2 separate regions of the Zea mays genome follow, and region 2 is linked to region 1. The links are chromatin contacts, called in public Hi-C maps. All regions are on one chromosome and are shown on one strand. The core of a region is the stretch at or near the end of the contact, and the rest is flanking DNA. Distances in the headings are between cores, read along the strand shown.

Region 1 (5,927 bases), core at 631-3,130:
ACTTACTTAAGACTGTGTTCAGCGGTTCCCCCTAAATTTCTCCCCCTATATCCCACTCACGTGCCACGTCAGCGTTCTCTTTCCCCCTATATCTCCACCCTGTACAGCGGTTCCCCCTAAATCCTTCCCCTATACCCCACTATAATCATAAAATATCATTTTTCATACCTATTCACCATCTATTATCATTTTTTCCCAACTAAAAAACACTGCCGCACACGTAAACCGAGGGCAGGGGGCTCACTGCCGCACCCCCCACATCTGTTTGTTTCCTGTAGCCTCCACTTAAACTGTAGCGTGTAGAGGAGTTCAAAGGGGGCACCGTTGTAGGGATTTGAACCCCCTGGCCTAAACGGCTACAGGGGTAGGGGAGGTCGGCGGGAACCGTTGAAAGCAGTCTAAGGCAGGGTTGGCATGAGGTTGAACTGAAGTTTGACATAAGGCAAAAAAAAACTTTAGAAAGCAATTATTACCTCGTGTGGAAATTCCTTGGCAGGTAAACATCCTTGATAGGGCCGAATTGCTCAAATGTAGCTCGAATATCTTCTGGCCTGCAGACAACGAAAATCCAATAACAGAACAAAATCAGTTAACTACATTGTAAAGCCATCCGAGGGCACAAAAACAGACTGCATCACAATAATACATAACATAGGTATATCATAATGATTACTTTGCAGCAACTTACTATAACATTTTATTGGCAGTTGAAATAGACTGGAACTGTTTGCAAGGTTAAAAAGTCCATCAAACCGTAAGGGTCATACAGTGGCAATAAGATGCAGAAACATCCAAATTTTTATCTGACATGAGAGGATTGGATTATTTGATGTGAAAGAGCCAATGCTCCTTGAGTACAAATAACCATGACCACCAACTTCCTAAACAAACGAGTCATATATTTTCATAATGATCTAAAGTGATTGGCAAACTCTCATACCAAGACATTGAATAGAAACCCAGACCGACTCTAGGTTTGTCAAAGACTAGACAATGGCTTAAACATGATCGATCCACTCTATAAAGGATATATGACATTGATATACAAATCTGCTTTGAGAAGACTAAGGATGCACACCATCAACCCATTTAGTGAATGTCTTCAAAACCCAATGTGTTTGCCATGACAGATGAACTTATCTTTTTTCATAAGAAATTCTGATAAGCAGTTCCATCAGTTATTCATGCACACATCTTCCAGTAAACATCAATTGTTAAATATCCCGTTGCAGCACATTTTACAATCAAACATTTGTTAGCGTGCAAACCACCAAACAATTAATCACCATGTGAAAAATTAAAACACAGTTACGTGCAAATATCAAATGCTGAAAACAAGCTTCAATGTTTGCTTTTATTTTGTGCATAGCATTTAACAACCATCAAATAACACATTAGAGGCCGATCAGATGGGTAGAGGATTGAGCATACAATCGAATCGACAATATATAATTGCATGCAGCAGACAAAAAAAATCACAGAATTAACGGCTCTTGACATTGACCAAACCAGATGGCGCCACGCCCGTTATCCATAGGTCATACGAGACAGAACTGCAGCCACATGTATGGGGTACAGCGATAATTCACCTGGCTGTGAGGGAGATATTACGGATGAGGAGACCGGACTGCGCCAACGGCCGACCGTAACCACGTCGGTCCCCGCCTCCGCCGGCCCCGGCCCAGCGGTAGCGGTCGCGTGGATCGTCGTAGCGCTTGCGCCTAGGAGGGCTCCGGCTGTACCGCCTCCGTGGGCTGTAGCTTCGGCTCGGACTGCGGCTGCGATATCCTGTCATCGCTAGTCGCCGATGCTGTGTCGCGCCTGAGAGGGGCAAGCGGCCTTGCTAGGGTTTCTCCGAGGTTTGGTTCGCCGGTGTTCCGTGACGCTGTAGGCGTTGCTAGGGACTAGGGTTCCTCTTATCCTAACGAAAGATGGGAGCACCCGCTAAATTGAAAGCCCCATGGGCCTTTTTGCCGACGGCCCACGACCAAACTTTGCGCGCACCGCAGACTTCAGACCGCCTCCAACAGTCTACCCCGCCTCTTGCGTCAGCTCTGCCGCCGCCGCCCGGCCGGCACCGCCATGCCCCCGCCTCGACTCCGTTTCGCCAGGCACTTATGCTCCGCCACGGCATCCGATCCCGCCGGCGCTCCGACTTCGTCCACGATCTCAAACGCTGCTGCCCTCGCCGCGGCCGCCGCCCTCCGCACGCCGCGGCTCGAGCCCCGCCTCCTCTCCTTGGTCCCCCGCGCCGTCCTCCTCCATCCAGACTTTGCTCGCCTCACGCTCTCCTGCCTTCTTCCGGCCGTGGCTCCATCGCTCCGCTTCCTACGCGCTCTGTCTCCACACCTCCCCGGCCCCGCCCCTGACACCGCCCCGGTGAACGTCTCCCCTCCGCTGCCCGGGGTCGACAAGTTCCTCCTCCGCCTCCCACCGCACCTCGCCGCAGACGTCGCCGAGCTCCTCAGCTCTTACCTCCGCATCCACCTTTCCCTCCGTGCCTTCAATGTCGCGTCCTGTTCCGCACTCCGCGCGGCCCGCCCAGACCTCGTCTTCCGCTTCTTCTCCGCCTTCTCTTCCTCGCCAGAATTCCCCGGCAATGCCACTACCGTCGGCTGCCTCGCCCGGGCCTACGCCGCCGAGGGCCGCCCCCTCGACGGCCTCGGCCTCCTCCGCGACGCCGCGCGCCGTGGGTCCCCTCCGCCCGCCGACGCAGTTGCTGACCTCATCGGCGCCTTCGCAGCCGAGGGCAACTTCGGCAAGGTCTCCGACACGCTGCACCTCATGATTGCCACCGGGTGCACCCCGGACAAGGTGATCTACCAGCGGGTCATACACGGGCTCTTCAGGCGGAGGATGGGTGGAGAGGCCCTGCGTGTGTTCAGAGAGATCAAGCAGCGTGGCTATGACATTGACGGAGTTACATATACCACGGTGATCCATGGGTTATGCGAAATGCGGCTGATTGGAGTTGCACAGCAGATGTGGGATGAGATGGTGGGCAGGGGCATCGCCCCCAATGAGTATGCCTACTGCTCCCTTGTCACTTACTATTGCAGAGTTGGTGATCTCGACAAGGCCCGCAAGGTATATGATGAAATGCTTGAGAAGGGGTTCAAGCAGACTACTGTTAGCTGTAACATTCTCATCAAAGGATTCTGTGTTCATGGGAGGGTGTACGACGCACTTGAGGTGTTCGAGGAAATGTCCATCAAGGGAATCAAGCATGATGTGATCACGTACGACACATTGATCAATGGCCTATTCAAAGCTGGGAAGTTGGACTTGGCGATGCGGATGTACGAGTGGTTGCTATCATCTGGTTTGGAGCCAACATCGTCAACCTTCGGTCGTCTTATATGTGCCATGTGTGAGAACGGACAGGTGCATGCTGCAGTAGACCTGATCAAGTCGATGCGGACCAAGGGCTTGGAGCCACCGGTGTGGACAAACGATCACATCATCAGTGGCTTTTGTAAGATCAATCTGTCTGATGAGGGCATGGCATGGTTGGCAGGTATGTTGAAGGACAACATAAGACCCCAAAGACAGACATTTGATTACTTGGTGGAGTCGTTGAGCACCTCTGGGCGATTGGACGATGTGTTGCTGGTCCTGAATATAATGTTCAAGGTTGGATTTGAAATAGGCACATTTGCTTGCACCGTACTTGCCGAGAAGCCGTGCACAAGCAATGTATCTTTACTCCCACCAACTGGATAATATTTTGGTCAGCAACCAGTAGCAATCAATTGCCTTGCGAATGATGTTATGTTTCCTTGGCTCCCCCAAGACATGCGTTCATCAAGGCATTTTTTTTGTGGGTGCTGTCTTCAAGTGCTGAAATGCCTTCCAGCAGAAGATTTTGGAGATGAGACAATTTTAATGTTATTGCTGGCTTGTAATCGGCTCTTACTCTAGCATTTTTTGCAGTTGTGGTGGAGCTTATCAAAGTGCTGTGGCTCCTATAGGTCAGTGTAGATTTTTTTTTTGGTGAAGAGTCAAAATAGTTGTCAGCTTGTACCATTCAGTTCGAGAATAATGTCCAAGGCTCTTTGAGTAATGCTTTGAGAGACATTTCATACTGCCAGTACTCATGGGATGGAAAACTTGCCTCACCGGTTTCTGGCGGTTTTCGGCTTCCAATACCTCTCCCGGAGGTAATTTGAGCAATCCCGGAGGTAATTTGAGCTTCCAAACTAGTCCTAATAATATCACAGCCTTGCTGCTCAACGCATTTTTGTCGTTCATATTTTTACCATTAAAGACTAGTTTGACAACCACATTTTTTACAAGGGATTTCTATTCTTTTTCTCAAGGAAAATTAATTCATTTTCTTTGAGAAAATGAGAATCTCTTAGAAAAATGAAGTTGTCAAACTAGCCCTAACTGTTATATATCTCACGTCAGAATCTGTTCCACTCGGATGCCCAACCGAGTGGTTCATAGCTTATACATTGTTCATTATCATAGCACACAAAACACCAGACATCACATTGTTAAGCATAGCACAATACCACATTGTTCATATACATACTGAACTAACAACCTTCAAGTCATCCCTGCGTGAGAAACTGGGGAATGTGAGGTCGGCAGCCCAGGCAGCGGGAATAGCAAGCAGCTCGTGGTCACAGTGACGCGGAACTGTGGAAGCGTGCGTGTGGAGATTTGGAAATTTTGGTTAAATCTATAATTCTGATCAAGTCTGAGATACTTTGACCTTCTAAGAAATTTAAAGTAGTTTATATTATAGAATGGAGCGAGTAGTACTCTAGACAGAATAGATCCGACGTCGGCCTGCCGTGGCAGCTAACATGCATTCTTTTCAGCAAGAACATGGACGACTGGATTCTCTCGCCTCGACTTATTGACTGCTGGCCATCACTGCACTTGCCAATTTGCCATGCATGTGATGATCCTTGCTCCTTATCTGTCATCATCTACCTATCGGCGGTGACTGGTGAGGGGCTCAGATTGTATTCGATACAAGTACATCTGATGGTGCAGATGAGATCTGCCTTTGATCGATTGGCTAGCTGTCACCAACCATGCAGATTAATTAGTTAGCATTATATGTTCATACACACACATAATTAAGCCAGGAGGATCCTTGCCGTTCGTCTCCCAAACTTGTTATCGCGTCGCGTGACCAGATGAGATGAGACAAAACGGCGCTCTCCTGGCCATTTTCGGTGCCGGAGATATTTTCGCTTCTCTTTCGCACCGACTCTCATGTGGCCCCCGCGCCGGGCGTGTTGTGTATAAATACGTATCGCACTGCCCCGTCCACTCATCGTTAGAGGCTCAGAGTCAGAGGCTCAGAGCCCAGCCCAGGCCGGAGACCACTGTCCACTGCGTCTGTCTCTGTCCCGAGCTCCCGATCCATCCATCTGCATCGTGGGAACAAGAAGAACAATGGGTATAATGCGAGTCGCGGACGATGTGGAGGCCAGGTTGGTGGTCGGGGCAGGTGGCGGCGGCGGGACCGCCACCACCACGACGGAGCCGCTTCTCCGCCACTGCCACGGCGGCCGCAAGGAGGAGGACGACCAGGGGTCTAAGATCCGGGACAGCCCGGAGGCGGAGGGGGCGTCCGACTGCGGGAGGACGGACGGAGGCTCGCTGCGGATGGTCCTTGTCTCCACCGCCGTCGCCGTCTGCGGCTCCTTCGAGTTCGGCACCTGCGTAAGAAGACGCCGCTGCCGCCGCCGCCTATCCCTAAATGCATTCCTTCCTTCCATCCCTCACCTTTCGCGGAAATGCAACAACACGCTCGCTGATTCGCGTTCGACGTTACTGATGACATGCAGCTATATACGGCCTTTTCTTCGTCACTACCGTACTTTTCCTTCTGTTCTGCGAGTTGTCGCCATTTGTTTTACTACCGTCAATCTGTAATGCACGCGTGTCTCAAGAAGAAGTAGTAG
Region 2 (6,152 bases), core at 2,029-4,528, 320 kb before region 1:
GGTTAATGTGGCCTGCCAAAGAACTCAATATTCTGACTTCTCGTCTGACATCTTCAATGGCAATAGCAGTAGTCATCTGTCCAAAAGTAGTTTGATTGGGTGTGAGTCGTGAGACTAAGCATGAAAGCATTTACTTAGGATTTTAAGTGGAAATTTTATAAAAGGTATAAAAACAGTGAACTGAATCCAACTTTTTACTAGCAATATATGCTATACAGCTACTATAACAAGATCAATATAATCATATGATCACGAAAAATTCACACAGAAGGGAGTCAAGCATAGAAAAAGTTACTACGAATGGATAGTAAAAAATAGGAGTGTCTACGTTTATGTTAGAAACTGTTGAAAAAAATCAACACTTTCTAAGCTCTACTTACACAAAATCTAAATTGTGCCTGAAAGTTACAAGACCAATGCATAAAACATATTAAATCAATTAGGTACAAACAAAAAGTCTGCAAGTATGTTTTATATTATTGTATTTATCATCTTGCCCAAGAGGTAGGAACACTAGCAGCCTTTGTTTTTTTTCTCGAAAAACGCAGGAGAACTGCGCCTCATTTTATTAAGTAAGAAGAAAAAAGGGTCGGAAAGGACCCGAATACAGGACCTCCTTATGGAGGCCAGAAACAAGCATAAAGGAAACAATCCATACACAACTAAAAGATACAACTAGCAGCCTTTGTTTAAAAAGGCGATTTGCCTAGGCGCTAAGTGGTGGTGCACCACCTTGCCTAGCACCTGGGTTTTTTTTAATACGCAGGAGAGCTGCATATCATTTCAATAAAAGGAGGACGAAAAGAAAGAAATTACATACGCCCAGCCAAAGGCTAAGGCACACAGACACACACACTACCCACAAGGTTGGACTACAGAGAGCCGGTTAGGAAAAACCAGCAACAGCAGCCAGCAACCTGACGACTCTAAGGCACACAGACACCTGGGTTTTTTGTCTAGCCTTTTTTTTCTAACTAGAAGTGTTTTGGGCTTGGTATATGCGTGAAAATGGGCAGATTAGAGATGGAGAAAGAAGAACTGTAGTTAGCATAGCACTCATGGATGCATGATAACATCTTTTTGGGTATGGTATGCAAAATTTCCTTCATTTAGCATGGCATTACTCTAACCATCCATTGAAAGTACAAACACCTAGCAACGCCGAGGCAATGCCTACATTGCCTAGGCACTAGGCGGAGGCATACCGCCTTCGTAGCACCTAGTGTTTTTTTGAAAAATCAAGTGACCTCCAAGCACAAGTAATGATTGTTGTTGAACAACCAACAACATTCCTGGTTAAAACTATATGATCAGAAAACAATAAAGGCAAATCATCCTGGTAAAAAAACACAAATAAAAAAACAGGTCCACAAAAAATAAGAATATAAGACGCTCGGCTCCATGCTAGCAATACCCATTATAAACTAGTGATCGAGAAAAATGCACCAAAAACATAAGTACCCAAATATAGTACTACTGTAGTTATACTTTATGTCTTCTTGATTTTGCCTTTTCTTTACATGTATATCAATTTGGAGATTTTACTTCCCTGTATTAAATTCAGGAAACCTACATTACTTTGATCTTGATGAATAACATAATGAATTGAAAAGTAATAGTATCCGTCAACTGTTGACCAGCCCAGCCTTCAATACGCTAACTAATATCACCCCATTTGATTCTGGACATCCAATAAACTGCAACTAATGCTCCTGTTTGTTTTGTGTTCTCTTCGTCCAGCAATTAATACTAGTAACACATTAAACATGACCATATAATCACTATGTCAGCATTAATGTCCCCAATTAGTAAAATTAATACCACTAAAGTGGCCCCAATTGCCATCGACTTACCTGATTGGAGTTGCCAATTGCATGCGCAGGGTTACTATGATGATGAATTGAAATTGATAATGTATGTATAGAGGATAAGACTAAGAGCCTCAAACCTCTAGAGAAGTATTTAGTAAAAAAAGGGGGGCTCCAGCAACAGAACTGAAAGGTCCTACAATGGGTCAAATGTGAATATTTCAACAGAGATGAAAATCAGCGCGTGACCAGACTGGACTTGCATAGCAACCGTACACCTTGCTACCTTTGACTCAGAAATCTAACAACCATGATGTTTTTAAAATAAGATCACATCACCAAGTGGGAAAGGAGAATCAGATAGCCAACGATACCATTATGATCACATGGCATCAATTTAATGAGCAAGTTCTCTACATCCAACCAGAGGGGGGGGCACTTACAGAACTTTTGAATAAAGGTTTTGAATAAGCAAGCAAGCTTTGCTGGCCACATCATGGTCCCTGTCCCAACTAATAACCAGGAACTGCCCCAGTAACTCAAGAAATCAAATTCATACTCTTCAACCGGAGATTTTAATCCCAGTCAAGCAAGTAGCAACATATTTGCACCGAACAGTCTGATAATTTTAGTGTGGGGTGCCACAGTATACACCCACTACATGATCCCTATCTTTCTCCGAGTACTGCAATATGAACCTAAAAGGTTTTAAGAAGTCCCAAGCATATATCAAGTGAAAGTATATAACCAAAGAAGCACAAGGTGGACTCATGTGAATCTACAAAGAATCAGATTTTAGGACAGAATGCGCAGGGTAGCATTACTCGAGCTGATCTATTAAAGAATGCAAGAAGCCATGGAAACAGGAAGATCCAATCCAGCACAAAACTAAGCAGGGAGAGAGGATATGCTCGCACCTTGGCCTTGGGAAGGACCTTGACGGCGACGTCCTCCCCCTTGAGCTCGCCCTTCTTGCACTTGGCAGCGCAGGTGAAGCCAAAGTGGCCGCGCCCCACCTCCCGGCCAAGGTCGTACTTGGCCGCGAAGTGCCTGGAGTAGCCGAAGCTCTTGTCCAGCCCCAGGTCCAGCTCGCCGCCTTCGGGGATGGACGCCTCGTTAGGCTTGACCGAGCCGTGGCGCCGCGCCAGCAGCGCACGGATGTGCTTGGCAGGCGACGGCGGCGGGAATGGGCGCTTGAACCCGCCGCGCGCCGGCGTGGACGCGGCGCTGGAGTTGGCCGGCGAGCCCTTGTAGCTGGAGGGCTGGAGCGGGCTCGGCAGGTAGAAGGAGAACTTGGGCTGCTTGGGCGTCCGAGGCGCCTTCACGGGCGGCCCATCGCCGCAGCCCGCCGCCGCGCCATCGGCTACGCTGTTGTCTTCCGCCACCGCCGGCTCCTGGACCGCTGCCGACTTGCCCAGGCAGAGGCCCATGGCGCCCGGCTGATCGAGAAGCGGTGGGACTTCAGCTAGGAAATTCTGCAGGTCAAAGATTCACCTCGGCTTCAACAACCTATCATTGCATCGCGGATTCCTGGCAAGACGCATCAACCCGCACCAAATTCCTCGCCTCGGAAGGGGGACCTTCCCAAACCAGGAACCGAACCTTCCTAATCAAGAACCCGAAACAAAGCCGCGGAATCCAAAGTGAACAGCAAAGCACACTGAGTGGGAGGGGAGGAGTGCTCTTAAGAGATGGAGCAGGGATTGAACTCCCAGGAGCGGACAAAAACCGCAGCAAAACAACACAAACGAAACCCGTTGTTTTCTACACCGGACAAGGCCGTAGACGCCAAGGGAAAGTGGGGGAAAGGTCGGAGCTTCGGGGGCGGGCGATGACGACAAACAAAGCGGGATCGAAGGAAGGAAGGAAGGCGAGAGGAGGTAGAAACGGAGCGAGCGATTGAAGAGCGCGTGAGTCCTGTGTGGCGGAAAAGGAGAGACCTTGGGTTGCTTTCCGTTGCGCTCTCCTTCTCGGTCCGTATCTTTTTCCTCTCCTTTTCGTCTTGAAGGTTTTTTCATGAAGACGCCGGCCGGTTGTACGGTTTCAGCAAGTACAGAGGGATACTGCGCTATGACACTGGTCGTGGTGTTTGACAGTTTCTGTTGCCACATCGCGTTCTCTCCCAAGGTTAATTAAAAATGCAATTAAATATCCCATCCGTGGTTTTCATTAAAATTTGTCGAGATTTTGTAGGAGTTATATATTCTGTGCCGGCAATTGGCAGACTGTCGTGTAGGTGGCCACGAGAACCACAGCTAGGAGTACCTCAATGTACTAAACTATTGTTTTTGTTATAAACTATTATAATACGCATGCTAAAATGTTTGTACACAATTTAATACAAACGGACAACATATATTATCATCGACCTTAAAAAAACTCACTCATATAATCTAAAATCAATATGTGTGCAAACGGTAAAATCAATCTAGCTTTTATTAGGATTGCATAACATTACATTGTTCCCAAAAACTATTTTATGTTTTCAATATTGGTTAAAGAGCAGCTGCGCTGCAACATAAACACAGGCATGTAGGCAATCAAATAACCTTTACCTTAAGATAGTTTCTTCACTTCTTGTCATGGACGTAGAAGAGGCAATCGAAGTAGCTCCTGAGATCAAGCAGCTTGTGCTTGCACATTTCCCTTGCTCTGCTTCGACTCCACCTTGTTGTCCTTCTTTGCATGCAGGAGCAGCGACAACAACGCATCCTACATCAGATGCCTATACCTACGTTGAACACGCACTTGTAAATGGAATCACCCACCAAAGGTAACGAGTCACATGATTGCAATGAAAAAACAGGGAGCACTCACATGTACGCCGGCGACACCGTCGAACCGGAACGTCTTCCGATAGACGTCGACGAGGCCAGTGAACTGCCTCTCGCCGCCCTTAGCCATCGCCCTATAGTCGCTGGTGAGGCACATCCTGGCGTAGTCGAGTGAGTAGATGAAGAGCAATTATGTGGCCCCAACGGCATTGTCGGATGGAGAGGAGGGCACGACGATGGAGGTCGGTCGGAAGAAGGACTAGGCGAAAGGGAGGCGACGAGTGCATTATGTGTGGAAGGGCGAGTGGATGTGCACAATAATCTCTTTAAGGTAGATAGATAAAGATAGAGTAAAAATAAATCTAAAGTGGATAGAGACAAAATTGGATAGGAATAGATTAAAAACAAATCTACGTACAAGGTGGAGAAGCACGTAACGCGAGATGGTGCATTAAAGAGTAGGATGAATGTGTATAGGACAAGGGAATAGAAAATCATTGATTAATGAGTGGTGTATGCTTGGACTTAGGATCACACATTCTCAAAACAAGTTTTCGGGAATACTTAGTCTTTTTAACACTTACCTTGTTTTATTCAATAAATTTGTGTAGTTATCATCTTGTGCAACATTCACAACGTTATGTAATATTGTAGAGCTAAACTGCAATCGTCAAGCGTTTCTAGCATGGATCTAGGGTTTAAGGTTGAAAGTTTGGGGCCTAATGAGGACTCTTATAATCCATGTTATAAAAATATTCTAAAGATGACTAAAGCACTCATTCTAAGGCGCCATTCATGCTAGTAAGTTTGAAATCGACATAACTATGGTATCACTATCAAATCAAAATGTGAACCGACAATGACATGATCTAAGTGTTATCAACCAACAAAGATGACTTAGTGAATCCAGTGTTGGCTTATTGTAGGGATACATGAGCCCAAGAGGGAGGGGTGAATTGGGTCAGTTTAAAACTTAAACCCATCTTAACTTGATCTACACAAGAAAAATTGTAAATTAACAAGCATGATATGTACCTTGAACTTTTCTAGTGTGTTCTACCTTAACCAACCCAAGATGATCCTACCAAATAGTCTACGCTAATCTCATGAAAGTAAAGGTCACATAATATAAGCTGTTGGGGCGAAGGCGAACACACCAACCTTCGCTCGACGACTTCTACTTCACGCTGCGCGGACGAAGACCGCATCCGCAGGACCCGCCGGACAGGCCAAGGGCGCTGCCCAGACGGAGGCCTGTTCGACCCCCTTCGCTCCGGCGAGACGAGACGAAGGCCCTGCCGAAGACCACATGACCTCCTACTCCCTCAGTGCAGAGAGATGCCCATGTACAATTCGGCCCATGAAGCAGGGCCCCGCGTGAGCATGTGTGGGTTGGGTCGTGTCTGTAATAAAGTATATCGTAATGACTCACTGTAACCTCCCCTGTGGAAATATTCTGGGATAAACTAGGTAATAGAGGGTCTAAATGTCTTTGACAGGGATAGGAAATCCCTCGAGTACCTATAAATACCCCCGTACTGTGCCAAAGCGCAGAGAGAGATTATTGTGG

Evidence for each region. A called contact is a pair of places that touch in the nucleus more often than the background predicts.
Region 2: a contact with region 1 is called in a Hi-C map of bundle sheath, with 2.2 times the contacts expected there. The contact joins the promoter of LOC100272934 here to the promoter of LOC100272550 in region 1. A contact is called at or near these places in 5 of 25 Hi-C or Micro-C datasets (bundle sheath, ear, leaf and 2 more).

What each region holds. Positions count from the first base shown.
Region 1 is chr1:63,175,700-63,181,626 of Zm-B73-REFERENCE-NAM-5.0, reverse strand. It overlaps LOC100272550 (arginine/serine-rich splicing factor SCL28 transcript II), which reads right to left and starts at 1,880. Exons shown (of 8, transcript NR_159074.1): 1 at 1,590-1,880; 2 at 474-551. LOC100280902 reads left to right here and starts at 2,025. Exons shown (of 1, transcript NM_001153822.2): 1 at 2,025-4,063. The coding sequence starts at 2,083. The coding sequence ends at 3,723. It overlaps LOC100281158, which reads left to right and starts at 5,308. Exons shown (of 18, transcript NM_001367608.1): 1 at 5,308-5,685. The coding sequence starts at 5,416.
Region 2 is chr1:63,499,424-63,505,575 of Zm-B73-REFERENCE-NAM-5.0, reverse strand. LOC100272934 (putative protein kinase superfamily protein) reads right to left here and starts at 3,278. Exons shown (of 11, transcript NM_001147386.1): 1 at 2,726-3,278; 2 at 1-76. The coding sequence starts at 3,238.